Linked DNA regions of Zea mays: region 2 is linked to region 1. The links are chromatin contacts, called in public Hi-C maps. All regions are on one chromosome and are shown on one strand. Each heading gives the region's core, a stretch centred on a gene start, on an enhancer-like site or on the middle of the called end of the contact. The rest is flanking DNA. Distances are from core to core; before and after follow the strand shown.

Region 1 (4,612 bases), core at 164-2,663:
GAATCGAAGATTTAGACATTATTTTTACAGTTTTGAATTTAACACATCATACATTTAAAATATGTGCATAATGGTATGTTTTATTAAAACAATGGCAATATTTTATGACAAAATACGGACACATATGTAATTGTACTCGCATATATTTAATAGATAATCGTGAACCACATATGACAACCACGACGTAGAAACCACCGGATAGTAACATGCCAAGTAGCAAATATATTCTGCAAAACTTTACTCTAACTCTTTAAGATCGTTGTGTTATATTCTCTGAAAAGTCAAAGTATTGATATATATAAGTAAGACAAAATTTCTTATATGATCTACATATATGATACTCCCTCCGTCATACTATTCGTTTTAGATCTTTATTTTTGTGTCCATATTCAAATTGATGATAATAAACCTAGACACATATATAAAACACAAACATTAAATATTTCATGAATCTATTAACACTTTCTAAAATAAATATTATTTTAGGACAGAAAGAAAATATAAAAATCGTACTAACGCATGTGCAACTAACTACGTAATTATGTAGTATTTGAATATGCATGTGCACTCTGGCAAGGTTGCAGTGAAGGGGAGAAATAATAATAAAAAAAAGCTTTGGGGATTTAGTGATTTGGCTCTCCTGGTAGCAATCGGATCATCTCCGGTAATTTTCCCGAGGGTCGGCCATTGCCTCACATCAGTGATCGGAAGTCACTGTAAAGAAATGACATCTCTTCCGGCAGAAGTCTGTGTATAGGAGGGTACCAAATATTTTTAAGAGAAAGAGGTATTTCCTTGTGAATAGTAGAGAAACAGACATTTTTGGCTAGGAGCCAAATCTGCAGAAAGGGACTCATTCTCGAGTTCTCTGGTTTCTCCAAAAGATTTGATGAGGAGCCACACCAAACATTGTTTTTTTACTAACGCTCCTATATTTTTATTAACACTTTACACTCCTATATTTTTATTAACGTATCTAAAAAATAATAAAATCTATAGATACAAATATTAATATTTATGACACTAAATAAATAATATAAAAATATTTTTAAATAAAAATCTAATAATCATTATAAATTTTCCTGGTTAAACTAAATTTTAACTAATTAATATCAAAATATCTGGCTCTATAAATTGGTTCTTTCACTCTCGGGCTAGCCAAAATAACTCGCATGTATTTATAGAGAGGTAAATAGGGAGTTAAATAAAGAGTTAAAAAATTGATGCTCTTAAATACTTTAACCAGAAATTGTTATAGCATTGTTATTTTGTGAAGCTGCATGTGAGGTATTGCGTCAAGTCTGACATGCAGGTAGAAGTTGACAGCCTTGCAGTGGCAGTGCCCCCATGCCACCATGTCACCGCATCTGTACATTATTTGTGGTCCAAAGGCAGAAACAAACAACTGGACGTGAAGTTGGCAGCCTCTGGTTTTACAGATAGAGTGTTTAACTGAGAGTTCATAGGTCAATGAACATAAGACATGCATCTACTCCATATATTTGATTACTGCCCACGAGATTAGCAGGCTGGCTTGCGCATCCAACCTACCGCTTGATTTAATCAAAGTAGCAAGACAGCTCTTGCAGCAGTCTTGCTGCTCCTCAAAAAAGGCTCGGACCAATACAAGCTGCAGCAACAGCCATGGCTTCAGCGAAGCAGAGCAAGAAGATGCGCATACTTCTGATCCCATTCTTCGCCACCAGCCACATCGGGCCCTACATCGACTTCGCCGTCCGTCTCGCGGCAGCCAGGCCAGGAGCCGTCGAGCCCACCGTCGCCGTGACCCCGGCCAATGTTGCGGTGGTCCGGTCGGCGCTCGAGCGCCACGGCCCCGCGGCGAGCGGCACGGTCAGGATCGTCACGTACCCGTTCCCGCGCGTGGATGGCCTCGCTCCGGGCGTGGAGAACCTCTCCACCGCCGGAGACGACGCGTGGCGCATCGACGCCGCCGCCATCGACGAGGCCCTCTCGCGGCCGGCGCAGGAGGCGCTCCTCAGGGAGCGGTCCCCCGACGCCGTCGTGTCGGACTACCACTTCTTCTGGACCAGCAGCATCGCCGCCGAGCTGGGCCTGCCGTGCGTCGTTTTCAGTGTCATCGCCCCCTTCTCGGGTCTCGTCATGCGCATCCTCGCCGGCGCCGTCGTCTCTGGGTCGCGTGACGTTACCGTTCCCGGGTTGCCAGGGCCGGAGATACGGATCCCCGTCAGCGAGCTGCCGGAGTTCCTGAGACGCCCGGCGAAGGACCAAGGCACGTTCAGCCCCTGCAACGCGGCGCAGGCCAGGTGTTTGGGCGTCGCCTACAACACGTTCGCAGGCATGGAGCAGGAGTACCGCGAGGCGAACGTGCGCGCCAAATCCTTGAAGCGCTGCTACTTCGTCGGCCCCGTCTCACTGCCGCTGCCGGCGGCAGCGGCAGGCACCAGCGAGTCTCCATGCATCAGGTGGCTCGACTCCAGGCCAAGCTGCTCGGTGGTGTACGTGTGCTTCGGCACCTACGCCGCCATCTCGGAGGACCAGCTCCGGGAGCTGGCGCTCGGCCTGGAGGCCTCAGGGGAGCCGTTCCTGTGGGTGGTGAGGGCCGACGGGTGGACGCCGCCGGAGGGCTGGGAGCAGCGCGTCGGGGAGAGGGGGATGCTGGTGAGAGGGTGGGCTCCGCAGACGGCGGTGCTGGCCCATCCAGCGGTGGGCGCGTTCCTGACGCACTGCGGGTCGAGCTCGTTGCTGGAGGCGGCGGCGGCCGGCGTGCCGATGCTGACGTGGCCGCTGGTGTTCGACCAGTTCATCGAGGAGAGGCTGGTGACGGACGTGCTCGGGATCGGGGAGCGGGTCTGGAGTGGGGCGCGGAGCACGAGGTACGAGGAGAGGGAGCTCGTGCCGGCGGAGGCGGTGGCTCGGGCGGTGGCGAGGTTCTTGGAGCCAGGCGGGCCGGGGGAGGCGGCGAGGGGCAGGGCGCGGGATCTCGCAGTGAAGGCCCACGCTGCCGTAGCGGAGGGCGGCTCGTCGTCCCGTGATCTGCATCGCCTCATCGACGACCTGGTCGAAGCCAGAGCGGCAACGAGCAGCTGCAACGCTGACAGCGAGTAAGAGATGGAATTGCTGGAGATGTCTCGATCTGGCGAGCAACTGGAAGAAGGTCTCGAACAGCCTTCACGGACAAGTACGCCATCTGCAACGTACGTACGTTCTCGGAGTCGAAGAAAACACTTATGGAAATAATATGGTACTGCACCACCTCGATTTCTGTCACTCGTGCTTGCTTTGCTTCCCAAGATATTGTGCCAGCAGGAGCTGTCGCCATCTCCGATCCACCGCAAACCAAACCGCTTGGTAGTTGGCAGGTGTCGCCATCTCCGACTCCGATCCACCGCAACTACTCCTACCGTCCAATTTTCGTTTCGAGCACCTCTCTCTCTGACCCTTCCCCATGTACAGGGAAATGCTCTCGTCGCCTTGGACTATCCTGCCCAAACCGACGCTGTCGTTCAGCTATTTATTTTTCTGAGGAACAAAAGAATGGTTCAAAAGGTTACGAACAGTTTCAGGGGCGTGCCTGTAAAAACCGAGGACCTTACCAAACTACGGTCTTCTCACAACCAAAGCTAGAAAAAGCAAACACCTGGCCTGGCCTAAAGAAGAATGGTCCAATTTTAATCTCTTGTTTATTTAGGTTGGTTTCTAGAACCACGTATTGGATCACTCCAGTGCGGCACGAAGCCGCTGACGCTGAGTAGGCTCCTATGCCACTAGCACGGTGGAGTAGCGCGGGTTGACCAACTCAGGGCCTATTCGTTTTTCACGCATTAAAGGCCTGGAACAATTTTTGCTCGGATTGTTTCTCTAATTTATGTAAATTTTGATAAGTTGGAATAAATACTGGTCTAATTCTGGACAAACGAACGGGCCTCAAGCGAACCGCTCTACCCTTCTCTAGTTTGGTAAAGTGAAACCGCTTCGGAGTTTATGGTTCGAAAGAAAGAGAGAGGAAAGCACTTATAAAGCGATCTCAAAAGAACTACTAGGCAGGTCATCCAGGTAGGCGGGTAATTTTCTCCGTATGACTGGAAATGCATGCTCTCACTTCGAAACATACTCGTCATATGCTCGTCACGAAACTATTTTAGTGACTCGCTCATTACTTAAAAAATGTCATTCCTTCTAGTTTTGGTTTCTTGATTGATAGAAGTTCCGGCACATGTCCGAAAAGATTGAGGGCCCAAAGTGGCTTCACCATTTCCTAAGCTAGTCTATCTGAGGTTTTCTTTGCAACTTAGTTACTTTAACAGCCTCGACTGACCTGGATTATCACAATCGCAACCCTAACCTAGCGAAGGCTAGGGCAAGAGTCCACTAAACCACTTGTCCCAGGCGCGGGCTAAATCACTCTGGAACTGGAATTGCCCAGCGCGAATTAAGTAGTCGTTGTTGGGGACTTGTTCTCAAATGCTATGAATCAAGAACAAGGCAACATGCAATATTAAATATTAAAGCCCTTCGTCCTTTGAAACATTATTTCCCCTTGGCATAATGAATTTCGGACGAAGGTTATGAAGGTTATACCTTCATGATCGTAATAAAAGATAAGAAAAGATTTATGTATGAAATACGGAAA
Region 2 (5,094 bases), core at 679-3,178, 110 kb before region 1:
GAAAATTTCAAATCTTGAAAATGTTTCTCAAAATCTTATTCATATACCTTTAACTATTTGCAAAAGACTTTGAAAAAGAATTTCCAAAACATTTGCAAAAACAAAACAAGTGGTGCAAGCGTGGTCCAAAATGTCAAAATGAAGAAAGCATCCATGCATATCTTTTGAAATATATATTGGTTTAATTCCAAGTAACCTTTGCACTTACCTTATGCAAATTAGTTCAATTCTGCACTTATATATTTGCTTTGGTTTGTGTTGGCATCAATCGCCAAAAAGGGGGAGATTGAAAGGGAATTAGGCTTACACCTTTTCCTAAATGATTTTGGTGGTTGAATTGCCCAACACAAATAATTGAACTAACTAGTTTGCTCTAGATTATAAGTTTTACAGGTGCCAAAGGTTCAACACAAACCAATAAAAAGTCAAAGAAAGGGTTCAAATAAAAAGAGCAAAAGACAACCCAAAGGCAGCCCTGGTGTGGTGCACCGGACTGTCCGGTGTGCCACCGGACAGTGTCCGGTGCACCAGGGAGTTCCACTCCAAACTTGCCACCTTCGGGAATTCGGGGAGGCCGCTCCGCTATAATTCACCGGACTGTCCGGTGTAGCACCAGACTGTCCGGTGTGCCAAGCGGAGCAACGGTCGTCCGCGCCAACGGTCGTCTGCAATGCTACAGTGAACAGTGAACAGTGCAACTGCGCGCGCAGAAGTCAGAGCAGGCGCCAGAAGGCGCACCGGACAGTAAACAGGACCTGTCCGGTGCACCACCGGACTGTCCGGTGGCCCCGTTGTCAGAAGCTCCAACGGTCGGAACCCAACGGCCTGGTGACGTGGCTGGTGCACCGGATTGTCCGGTGCGCCATACGACAGAAGCCTTCACCAACGGTCATTTTGGTGGTTGGGGCTATAAATACCCCCCAACCACCACACTTCAATGGATCCAAGTTTTCAGCCATCAAACCTCATACAAGAGCTCTAGACTTCATTCCAAGACACAAAAAAGAGATCAAATCCTCTCTCAAGTCCGGAATCACTCCAAACAAATTAGTGACTAGAGAGAGAGACTTTTGTGCTCTTTTGAGCTCTTGCGCTTGGATCGCTTTTCTTCTTCCTCTATTCTTGTTTCCAACTCACTTGTAATCAAAGCAAGAGACACCAAGCTGTGGTGGTCCTTGTAGTGGACTAAGTGTCCCATTTGATTGAAGAGAAAGGCTCACTCGGTCTAAGTGACCGTTTGAGAGAGGGAAAGGGTTGAAAGAGACCCGGTCTTTGTGACCACCTCAACGGGGAGTAGGTTTGCAAAAACCGAACCTCGGTAAAACAAATCACCGTGTCATTCACCTTATTCTCTTGTGATTTGTTTTCGCCCTATCTTTCGGACTCGACTTTATTTCTAACGCTAACCCCGGCTTGTAGTTGTGCTTAAACTTTATAAATTTCAGATTTGCCTATTCACCCGCCTCTAGGCGACTTTCACTTCTAGAGTTGGAAAAGGGAGGGAGAATTAATAATAAATATTATTAAAAATTTGTAGAGTTTATATCCACAATTAGGATGGTATTGGACATTTGGAAGCCTGAAAATTCAAGGTAATGATTTAAACTCAAAATTCAAGTGTGGAAATTGTAAATAAGAAAGGGAATTTCAATGAAACTATTTATTCCATAAATAAATAGCGAGGAGGAGAATGAATAATAAATTGTAAACAGTATAGTGTATATTCACATTTGGATTAATTCTGCCACTTAGAAATTTGAAGTTCAAAACTAGAATTTAAAATTTAGTTTGAAATTGGGAAATAGAAAAAAAGAAATAAAAAAACAAAAAAACAGAAAACCTACGTGGGCTGGAACCCTAACATGTCGGCCCATTCCCTGTTTCCCATGCTCCCAGCTAGCCCACCTTCATCTCCTAACACCGCCATGCGGGGCCCACTTGGCGCCTCACCTCATGCTCCAACCCGGGTGCCGCCGTCACGTGGAGCCCCTCTATCAGGTTCACCTTCTCCGACCGAAGCGCAACAGAATCCGAACGAGCTCGCTTGATTTCCGCCAAACTCGGCCATGGCCGTTTATTCGGCCGGTGCCTGTCCATATAAGGAGAACCCTTCCCTTCGCCCATTACGGCACCCCCTAGATCCGTGTTGTACGAGCCGCCGTCGAGGGCTACGCCGCCAACCCGAGCTACCGAGAGAGGGAGATAATAGAGTGACGGAGCTCGCTGCCATAGAAGCCGCGTGCGTCGTCCAGTTTCTGAGAACCGTCCTGGGAACTTCGCCATGGCGCGGTATGGGTTGCCATTGCTCCGGTGCGGGGGATGACCAACCGTGGGTCTGAGGTTCGCCTCCACGATTGGGAGTCATGGTGGCCGCCGCATCAGGGTTCCCCTACACCGGCGCTTGACCATCGGAATCCACGTTGGAGACTTCACCGCGGTACAAGAAGAGTGTTCAAGGCGTCTCGGTGTTTGCATGAGGACCATAGAATATGGGACGGCTCACCCGAGCACTCCGGTCACCATGGAGCCGCCGTGTCCCATGGGTTGCATCGTCGTCACCCCGATACGTGGTAAAATGCATTCTTTGATGTTCGCGCTTGTATGAATTACGTTTCGCTCTGTTCCTAGTCGCGATTACTTCACCAATGCAGCTCTTTGGGTATTCCGACGGGGCCTCCGCCGCGTGCTGGGGCGCCGCCGCCGTGTTTGGGGTCGTGGGCAAAGAGGGGAATGGCCTTGTGTCGTTGATTCTATTACGGAGAGTGGAGATCAGTTCGGAGCATGCACCGATTTGGCAGACGAAATCCTGTCCGTCGAGATCCAATCGGGCGAGCTAAATTGGATCGTGTGCAAACAAATCGGTACCGTTGATATACAATCCAACTGTCGAAAAGGCATAGTTGTTCTTTATACCATGATATGATCCTGGTCATCGGAGTAATCCACCGGCTAAGATCGAGAGATACCCCTTCGCGACAGCAACTTTTCAAAAGAGCCCCTATAGATTTATGAATTAAACCCACAATCCACAAAAGGCTTAAGACCATTACGATTAGGTCCAGATTTTTATGGAATAGTCCCCAAAGTCCTAAGAAATAATATTTGTGGTATATATGGTGCAGAAAATAATAAAAGAAAAATATGGAAATCGATTTTCAAGTATAAAGTAATCCTAGAAAATTCATGTGTTGCTCATTTTTACTCCGATTGGATGCGTTCAAGTTTCGTTAGCTTCATAAAAACATTGTCCATGCAATAACAACATTAATTTTATCATAACACATATTCTTATAAATGGATATTGATTAATTTGTGTTTAGTGGATTAAGTTTGCTAATTAAAGATAACCTATCTATAATATGATTAAAATATGATTCCGAATCAGGTTATAATCAAGATTAAAAGTTAATTATTTATAGGATAGTCTCTCATATGGTGTATATTAACCAATTTATAATATAGTTTAATATTTAACCACGTGAATCTTCAGAAAATCATAACTCTATAACCGTAATTCCGAATTTAGTGGTTCTTGAACCCACGATCTCGTAGGTTCGCGTAGATCATTATTATTCAGTTTGTACTTATGTTTGATGTGATGTTAATTTTGCCTATACATTGTTTGTTTGTATTGCTACGACTAGCGCGAGGTTATGAGTCACCTGAAGAGCAAGTTGGTACCTAGAATCTTAAGTCCCAAGCAAGTTGTGCCCTTGATCACTTCTTTTTACCCAGTCATGTTCTTATTAATCATAATAATCTGCATAGGTTAATTTTGATGGGACCCAATAGGTTAACCTAGTTTGACTATCTTTATACCTTGTTTACCACTGAATTTATTTGGGTAGTACCTGCTATTGCTTTATGTGGTTTTGGGTATGCATATACACATTATTCATGACCCTACTTTTATTATCAGTTTGTTATTTACTATTAATGATAAGATCATTATGTTAATTGGAACATGGAGAACCACCCGGGAAAACAGTGCTACCACAAGGGTGGTATGGGACGCTCTTGGCTGACTAATTAGGAAAGCTAGTGGAGGACTACCTTACCCGAAAGGGGCAAGGGCAGTAGGGGAGTGGTCAGTGTAGGGAGGTCCTTGGGTTGATTTTGCTGCGATGGCGGTCAGACGAGGGATCCCTGCATTGGAGCTTCCTAGAAACTATAGCGGGTTTTCTGAAGCTAGTGGAACTTTGTAAAGGCCTCGTACTGTTAACATGCCTCGCCTCCTCGGTAGAGGTGTATGGGAAGTCGCGATCCCTTGGCAGATGGGTAACATGACTTGTGGGTAAAGATGCGCAACCTATGCAGAGTGTAAAACTGGTATACTAGCCGTGTTCACGGTCATGAGCAACTCGGACACTCACATGATTAATTATGGAACTAAATTCAATTTATCATATGCATTGTATCGCATGTGTTGTTATTACTTTTGTTGTACTACTTAATTGGGTTGGTATTTACTTATACTTAATAATTACTAATAAAATTTTGACCAACTTTAAAAGCAATACTCAGCTTCAACCATACCCTTTGGTAAGCCTTACACTTCACATGAGGTCCTACCTTTGGTGAGTTCATGCACATTATTCCCCACAACTTGTTGAGCGATGAACGTATGTGAGCTCACTCTTACTGTCTCACACCCCATACAGGTGAAGGACAGGTACCGCAAGATGAGGCGCATGAAGGATGCTGTGACGAGTTCGTGAGAGGTCTAGGCAAAATCGTTTCTCAGTCAACTTTGGGTTGTTGGATCGTTGTCTCCTTATGATTTAATTATTTATTTATTTTGTACAGAATTCTTATTATATAGTAAAAATGTGACATTCGTTTCTGTATCATGATTCATCATACGTGTGAGACTTGGTCCCATTATATCTGATGATTATGTTCGCGCCCAAGTTTTGGTGCGCTGAAATTCGAGTGTGACAGTTGCTTCCTAGCCTCGCACGTTTGGACGGAATTGGGAGGTTGCAGGCTCGCAGGCGGATTGGGAGTGTCGTTGTGAAACATGGAAAGTGCAAAATGGCGGCTACTAGGAGCAGTGTGTTGTGTACTAGTTGGTTCATGGGCCTTTTGATTTGT

The links. A called contact is a pair of places that touch in the nucleus more often than the background predicts.
Region 2: a Hi-C map of ear shows a contact between it and region 1, with 2.2 times the contacts expected there. The contact joins the enhancer-like site here to the promoter of LOC100191999 in region 1. A contact is called at or near these places in 2 of 25 Hi-C or Micro-C datasets (ear and tassel).

The regions. Positions count from the first base shown.
Region 1 is chr8:124,306,887-124,311,498 of Zm-B73-REFERENCE-NAM-5.0, reverse strand. It overlaps LOC100191999 (Cytokinin-O-glucosyltransferase 1), which reads left to right and starts at 1,413. Exons shown (of 1, transcript NM_001137423.2): 1 at 1,413-3,247. The coding sequence starts at 1,645. The coding sequence ends at 3,087.
Region 2 is chr8:124,415,530-124,420,623 of Zm-B73-REFERENCE-NAM-5.0, reverse strand. No RefSeq gene overlaps it. Among protein-coding and RNA genes, the nearest start is that of LOC100382397, 59 kb to the right of the region's middle. Within about 2 kb of position 1,928, at least 19 of the 20 cell types and tissues checked have an H3K27ac peak or open chromatin away from gene starts, as enhancers often do. A contact at or near this core is called in ear and tassel, where this site is marked.